2 separate regions of the Zea mays genome follow, and region 1 is linked to region 2. Evidence: chromatin contacts called from public Hi-C data. All regions are on one chromosome and are shown on one strand. Each heading gives the region's core, a stretch centred on a gene start, on an enhancer-like site or on the middle of the called end of the contact. The rest is flanking DNA. Distances are from core to core; before and after follow the strand shown. Region 1 holds the start of LOC100191328 (delta-12 fatty acid desaturaseFAD2). Region 2 holds the start of LOC103627642 (probable L-type lectin-domain containing receptor kinase S.5).

Region 1 (3,507 bases), core at 132-2,631, 710 kb after region 2:
ATCGTGTCGAAAAATATCTGTGCACCGGTGTTGCATGCCATCATGTGGGGCCTAGAATTCGGTGCCGGGCTTGCAGGCTGCGACCCCCGCGGCGTCTTGTACCGTTGCGCAGACACAGCTGCAGAGCCCTGACATGCCGCCGGCCCATGCCGAAGGTGAGGCGGAGTAGGTGAAATCTTTTTCTGTCTCGGTTTTTGACTGTACGTGGCCACGTGGGAGGAGACAGTCGCCACCGTCCAAAATCCCAAGGCATCGGACGGTAGCGCGTCGTTCATCACGATGCCGTTTTCTAGGTCAAGCAGACAAGACCCACGGAACGAGCTCCCCATCCCCGCTGCCGCCGCCGGCGGCGGCGGCTTCCTGCCCTCGACCTCGAGCGTGTGATGACTGGGATTGAAAGGAACGCGCTCTATTTTTTTCTATCCAAATTCCTAGAAAAGCATATACGGTTTCCCATCTGGACAAGTAGATATTTTTTTATGTGTGACCAAAGCAGAACGAGTTGCTTCCTAGACACAGCAATTGCTGGAGCTAAAAGGTCAGTCAATTCTTGGGTGCAATTGTCGCCAACTCCGTGCTTAGCTAATAGTACCAGTAAAAAAAATTAGAAGCTAGAACAACGGAGCAGTTGGCCATCATGGGGAGGGCGCAGGCGCAGCGATGGCTGTCATGGAGGGACCGAACGCCTAAAGAAAGAGGCTAGGCCTGTAAAGGTTGCAGCTTTTACCCACAAGATTGACGGGAGCTGCGAAAAGTTCGTGGCCAAAAGTGGCATGTCATGTTCCCGAAACGAGTGGGCAGGAGGGGGCAGAGATCATGGATCCATTGCACGGGCAAAATATCTGATCGGCACCACTCGCTGAATCCTACAGATCTGATGAGATGGGAAACAAGCGCGCTTTGCCAGGACTAATCTGGGCAAATCCACATCGGCAGCGCAAGGCCTCTGCGGATGCCCGCCGGTGAGATCGATGTCAAGCTCGACCGGCGGGGGCTACGGCGAGTTCGGCCGCATCCCATTACTTTCTCCCAGACCCAACGCTACGGATCGACGACACGAGCTCGGCCGGACCCGCCCCGCCGGCGACGGCCGGTCACGAGCCCGCTACGGCGAACTGTCACCCTGCTGCCGAGCTCAGCAACCCAAAACCGAAACTCCGGTCGATTCCTCATCAATCCATTCAGAACAATCTATGAAACACTGGCAGGGGGGATCATCCAGAATAGAGGAAGGCTAATGCGGGTACCTGAGACTGAGGAGGTCGTAACAGCTGCGTCGGGGCAGAGCAGATCGGGCGGACACCGCGCCTCACCTCTCTCTCCCCTTTTCTCCTGTCCCGGAGAGAAAAACGAGCGGTGGTGTCTGCAGGATTTGCAGGGAGGAGGAGGGAGCCTGGCCGCCTCCGATTCCGCCGGGGAGAGGCGCTATTTAAAAGCGGGCGCGGCCTCCCTGGCGCGTGGGCCCGAGGGGCAGATGGGACGCACTAACCACGTCGGCAACGGGAAATCTGGCCCCGTCCACGTGTATAACCCTGTTTGGCTACACCCCGGGAGGCGTGACCCAGATCGCGCGGCGCCGGCCGCGGGCCGTTCGTGGGCTCGTGGCTCACATCCAACGGACGGGGTCCCCTCGGGAAAACAGGGGGACATCGCCATATTTGAGTTCTCTTTTGAAACGATTGGTTCACAAAAGAAAACGCCGCTTGATTATCTTTATTTTTCATTCGAGATTTTATTTTAACTGGCAATAGTGTCCGCAACGAAACGTACACTCGTACAGCCTATCGAATTATTAACTAAGTAAATTGTGTGACTCGATGAACTATAAATTGTGTGACGTGCAGCCTATAAATAAATTTATTTTTTCACCATTCTAGTCACTTTTTATATTTTCCTGTTTGGATCTTTACCTCCTAAAATAACTAAACTTTATTTGCTTTTACTTTATAGCATGAAATCCAAACAGACCCTAGTCACCGGAAAATTTATCTATTTTGTCATTATTTAGAGGCGGGTGGTATATATAAGAAGTCATGTTAGTGACTCATGATTAAGGAATTTTTGTAAGTACGACGAAAAAAGCCCCCTAGTCACCCCACATATATCCAATTACCACTCATATATTAGAAATTTAAGCACAATATATATTCCACAATCGCATGGAAACTAGTCATATAATAATACTAGTCGTTATTCATGCATTGTCATGGTTTTTATATGTATCATATGACTATATGAGTAAACTTTGCTTTAATACGACACATGTGTGTGTTATATTGGTTAGATAGGTGTAAACGTGGAGCAACAATCAAGGTTCAAACCTCCATTTATATATAATTTTATTTTATTTTTGCATTAAGCAGGAAGGGTGACATGAGATGACCGTTGGAAGTGGTGCTTTATATAGAATAAGAATAGAGAAAGATATTTATAAGTTTAAACATTTTAAAAGTTGGTTATAATTTTAGTCTTCTATTTAAATGAACTAATGGGGTGTTTGAATGCACTAGAGCTAATAGTTAGTTGGCTAAAAAATTTATTAGTGAATTAGCTAGCTAACAAATAGATAACTAACTATTAGATAATTTGCTACGAATAGTTAATACATGAACTATTAGCTAGACTGTTTGGATGTCTTCATATATTTTTAGCAACTAACTATTAGCTCTAGTGCATTCAAACACCCCCTAAAACTAAAAAATAACAAGCTAGGGTGTGTTTTGGTTTAGCTTTTTGAACATGCTGCTTCTGCTTCGAAACCAAATGGGTTCATCTTTTTCTCAGCTGCTTTGAAAAAACAGCTTTTCTATAGTACAAATTTGAAAGCAGTCTGGACCTTACTTTTACTACTTATCTAAGTTTGTCATATTAATAAATAAATGTGACAAATATAAAATAAAATATATTCTAAAATAATTAAGTGTTATAATAAATGGAGTAAAGAAATGTTAATAAAAAGGTATTAACAATAGGATTATAAAATCGATTTATTTAAAAATATGAGGAACACGAATGTATTGAAATTAGATATATTGATTAAGAGATATAACCAGACAAAGTACATATAAATAATATAGAGTTTGATTACAGTAGACAACTCACAACAATTTGAACCAAACGATTTTTCAGTTTTTTCTGGCAACAGTTTTTTTTTAACGGCAGACACACTCACATCAGTTTTTTGATAGCTGACAACAGCTGAACTAAGCGCACCCTTGAAATAAGTCTACTCATCCAAGTATGTTTGGTTTTCTTTTGTGCGCGTCTAAGCTAGATCTCCCGAAGCTAGTAAGCTAAGGTGCCACAGCCTGTATTACGCAAGCAGTGCCGTTAGAGCTAGGCAACGACAACCCTAATCGACTACGTGAACGTGATGGCGGCGTGTCTAGAACTGGACATGATGTACACGCCAGTACCGCAGTACGCCGCTACGCGCCCATGATGGGAAACCCGCCACTCCACACTGTCCACAGTTCTCCGCCCGTACGGTCGTTCTCGTCGCTCGGC
Region 2 (3,415 bases), core at 739-3,238:
TCACCCGACGGCTTGGAAGCATTTCATTTTCATTCACGCAACCATCCAAGGAAAATAGGAAATGGTCGTTGATATGCTACAACGACACGGGATAAAGCGGTGCAATTTACGATAAGGAAAATAATAATATTAGGATGTAAGAGCATCTACAACAACAAACCCTAAAATAAAGTCCTAAAATTTGAAATAGGACCATATTTAGAATGTTTAGGGTCTCAAAAGAAATGTTTACTCCAATAGTCAGGCCTTAAATAATGCTATTTAGGAAATAAATCATGATATTAGGAAATAAATGGTTAGAAATTAAGTGAAAATGAGGATAGGGCTCCAGTATATGGGTACTATATTTAGAACCTGAGAGACCGAATCCTATAACCATTTGATGAAATTTTATAAAATAGAGCCGCTGTTGGAAGGATGTATTATGATTTTGAGCCCTATATTTAAAATAGAACCATGTTTAGAGTTTCTCTTCGAGATGCTCTAATGTGATGTAATGGGCAGGGACGGACAGGACAAAAGATTCCTTACCAACGAGCTTGACGAGATTCCGGTGGCGGAGGCGGTTAATGATGCTGAGCTCGGCGAGGAAGTCCTCCTGCCCCTGGGTGTTGGCACCGGTGAACTGCTTCACGGCCACCTCCATGCTCTGGCCGCCATCCCCGGGCACGGTGGCGCGGTACACCACGCCGTACCCGCCCTGCCCCAGCTTCGTCCTGTCGTCGAAGCCGTCGGTCCCTTTCCTCAGCTCCTTGTAGTCGAACTCCTTGGGCACGCCCGGGATGCTCCTCAGGTCAATGGCGTTGTTGTGGAGCACCGAGCTCGGGTCGTCCCCGACCTTCCTCCTCTTCTTCATCAAGTAGAGGCCCGCGAGCAGCCCGAGCGCTAGGCCGGCGGCGCACGGCACGCCGATGGCCAGCCCGAGCTTCCAGCCCGACAGCTTCTTGCTGGGGACGCGTGCGCCGTGGAGCACCTCCACCGTCATGTTCCACATGAGCACGCAGTTGAGCTGGTAGCCCACGCCGGTGGACGCCGAGAAGCCGAAGTAGGCGTCGTTCCCGAGGAGGTACTCGGAGAGGTCCAGCGACGCGTTGAGCACGGCGGTGGCCGGCTTATCGCTGGAACCGTTCGCGGACATGTACACCCGCACGTGCCGCGCGGTGCCGTTGTAGTCGACCCAGACCATCTGGTCGCCAGAGCTGCTAGTGTCGTTGGGGGCGAGCTGGATGCCGTAGGGCGCGAGCGGGACGGCGGAGACGGAGCGGACGCCGTTGAGGTCGAGCCCGACGTGGTTGTCGTCGGGGTCGTAGGGCTGCTTCACCGTGTCCAGCTCCACGGCCACGAACCCGTTGGCGGCGAGGCCGTCGGTGGACGCGTTGGTCAGGCCGAGGTACCCGCCGTAGCTGCCGGGGGGCTGGCCACCGTTGCCCGACGCGACGACGAACGCCAGCCCCTCGCCCTTGACGGCCTGGTTCTGGCGGTAGAGGTTGGCCTTGAACACCGTGGAGAAGGACGCGACGCGCCGGCCGCCGGGGGCGCTGGAGTTGGAGCTGGACGCGTTGGCGGCCCAGAGCGTGAACGGCGTGGCGTAGAATGCGCGGCCTGCCTGGTCGACGAGGAAGCTATTGGCGTTGTTGCCTGTGTCGGGGGTGATCTGCAGCGCGTTCTGGTTGACGCTGGCGTTGCCCCACAGCGTCAGGTCGGTGGGGTTCTTGTCGAACCCGGGGAAGGAGAAGGTGGTGAAGTCCACGCCGGCGACGGTGCTGGTGGATACCGTGGCCTGGGCGAGCGCGGCCGGGATGGAGCGGACGGCGACGGTGACGCACGCGAGCAGCAGGAGGAGCGCGAGGTTGGTCGTGGCGCGGCCGCCACGGCGCCAAGGCCCCGTCGTCATGTGCTGGCCTGCCGCCTGCAGGAAAAGAGAAGAGGGGCAGAGCCTGTGGTGCGGTGACGGGGTGCGCCCGGGATCAAAGGGGCAGTTTGGACTCCACGTTATATAAATGGACACTCCTTCCTCCGTTTTGAACTGTATTTTTTTTCGTTATCTTACTTGTTCAACAATTCCGTACACCAGGTTCTCTGTTCCAGAAACTCTATGACCTTCCTAGTGATGCACCTAACCTGTGACGGTGTGACCTGCGTTCACTAGTGCAAACTGTTGTACGTGTTGCCTGGTCACAAACATAAACCGCGTCCCCATGATACCCGTTTGGACTGTTTCACCTCTTACAGATCGCGTCCACTGCCAGAAACAATAACCCATAAGACTGTTACTACGTCAGAGCCAAAATTAGCAGGCCGGTTCGTCGCTTCGCCTGCACCAGGTTACTACAAATGGGAAATTGAACCATGATGTGTAGACCTTCATGGCTATTATCTTCATGGATAAATATATTATCCGAATAGCTCTCTTTGTCTCGTCGCGCTGTAACAAGGCCTAAAACCGCAACCAATATTTTCCTCTAAAAGCAGTCTGCATAAAAGGAAAATGTCTCTTGTTTGACTTTTTTACATCAAATTTACGAAAAAACAAAAAAAAATTCAAAGTCATATTTAAAGTATACCTCCTCTCCTCTGTCCCATAATATAGTTTGTTTAGGCTGATCATACATTTATTAAGTAATATATGAATGCAGTTTGCACATGACGTATATATTCATTATGGTTTGAATGGATGTTGATAGAAAAAAAAAGAGCAAATGTTAACATTACATGACGGGGTGAAAAGGTTGTTGCAATATACTGTACTGTTTCATCCATCTTCGACTGATTGTCTATATTTACCATTGTCGGTAGATTACCTGTTGCCGATTCAATCACAGGCAGCCCATCAGCTAACAAGCAAATGTCAACATTACATGCAATGCAATATAATTAGGCAAACAGACATTCAATTCGATGGCCGCTGTCCACACCAACTGCTATGCACGATTAAGCTCCATCCACCACATATTATTTAAAATCTTTGTTTTTTTTAATTCTGGATGTTTTTTTAGTTGACTTGGTTTCGTATCACCGTGTTGGCCAAACGGTACCCAGAACAGAGTTTCTGTTGCCTAGCGGGAGCCGAGAGGGGATGACAGGTTCCTGGAAGGAAATCCCCTCTAGCCAAAGCCCAAAAAGCTAGAAGTAACCCGCACGCTTCTCCCAGCTGAGCATCTTATTCAGGTCACTGCTTCCCCTGTATTTTTTACCCAGTTGGAAATTCTCCGGCGTAGATGCTTCTACAACAGGAAACGCACACTAGCGATGTTGACCGGAAGTAAAATCGTGAGGGCCCTGATGTGACCGGTCTACCTGAAAAGTTCTCTGCACAAGGAGGATTCGTCGCGCAGCGCCACCATTTTCCTGCGAGGTTGCTCTCATGGGGCTGGGCGGCAAGGCTCGCGTCAGCAGAACTGCATAAAATGTTGTA

What was found. A called contact is a pair of places that touch in the nucleus more often than the background predicts.
Region 1: a Hi-C map of bundle sheath shows a contact between it and region 2, with 2.3 times the contacts expected there. The contact joins the promoter of LOC100191328 here to the promoter of LOC103627642 in region 2. A contact is called at or near these places in 2 of 25 Hi-C or Micro-C datasets (bundle sheath and tassel).

The regions. Positions count from the first base shown.
Region 1 is chr5:211,065,065-211,068,571 of Zm-B73-REFERENCE-NAM-5.0, forward strand. LOC100191328 (delta-12 fatty acid desaturaseFAD2) reads right to left here and starts at 1,382. Exons shown (of 2, transcript NM_001136762.1): 1 at 1,248-1,382.
Region 2 is chr5:210,352,776-210,356,190 of Zm-B73-REFERENCE-NAM-5.0, forward strand. It overlaps LOC103627642 (probable L-type lectin-domain containing receptor kinase S.5), which reads right to left and starts at 1,989. Exons shown (of 2, transcript XM_008647939.3): 1 at 532-1,989. The coding sequence starts at 1,894.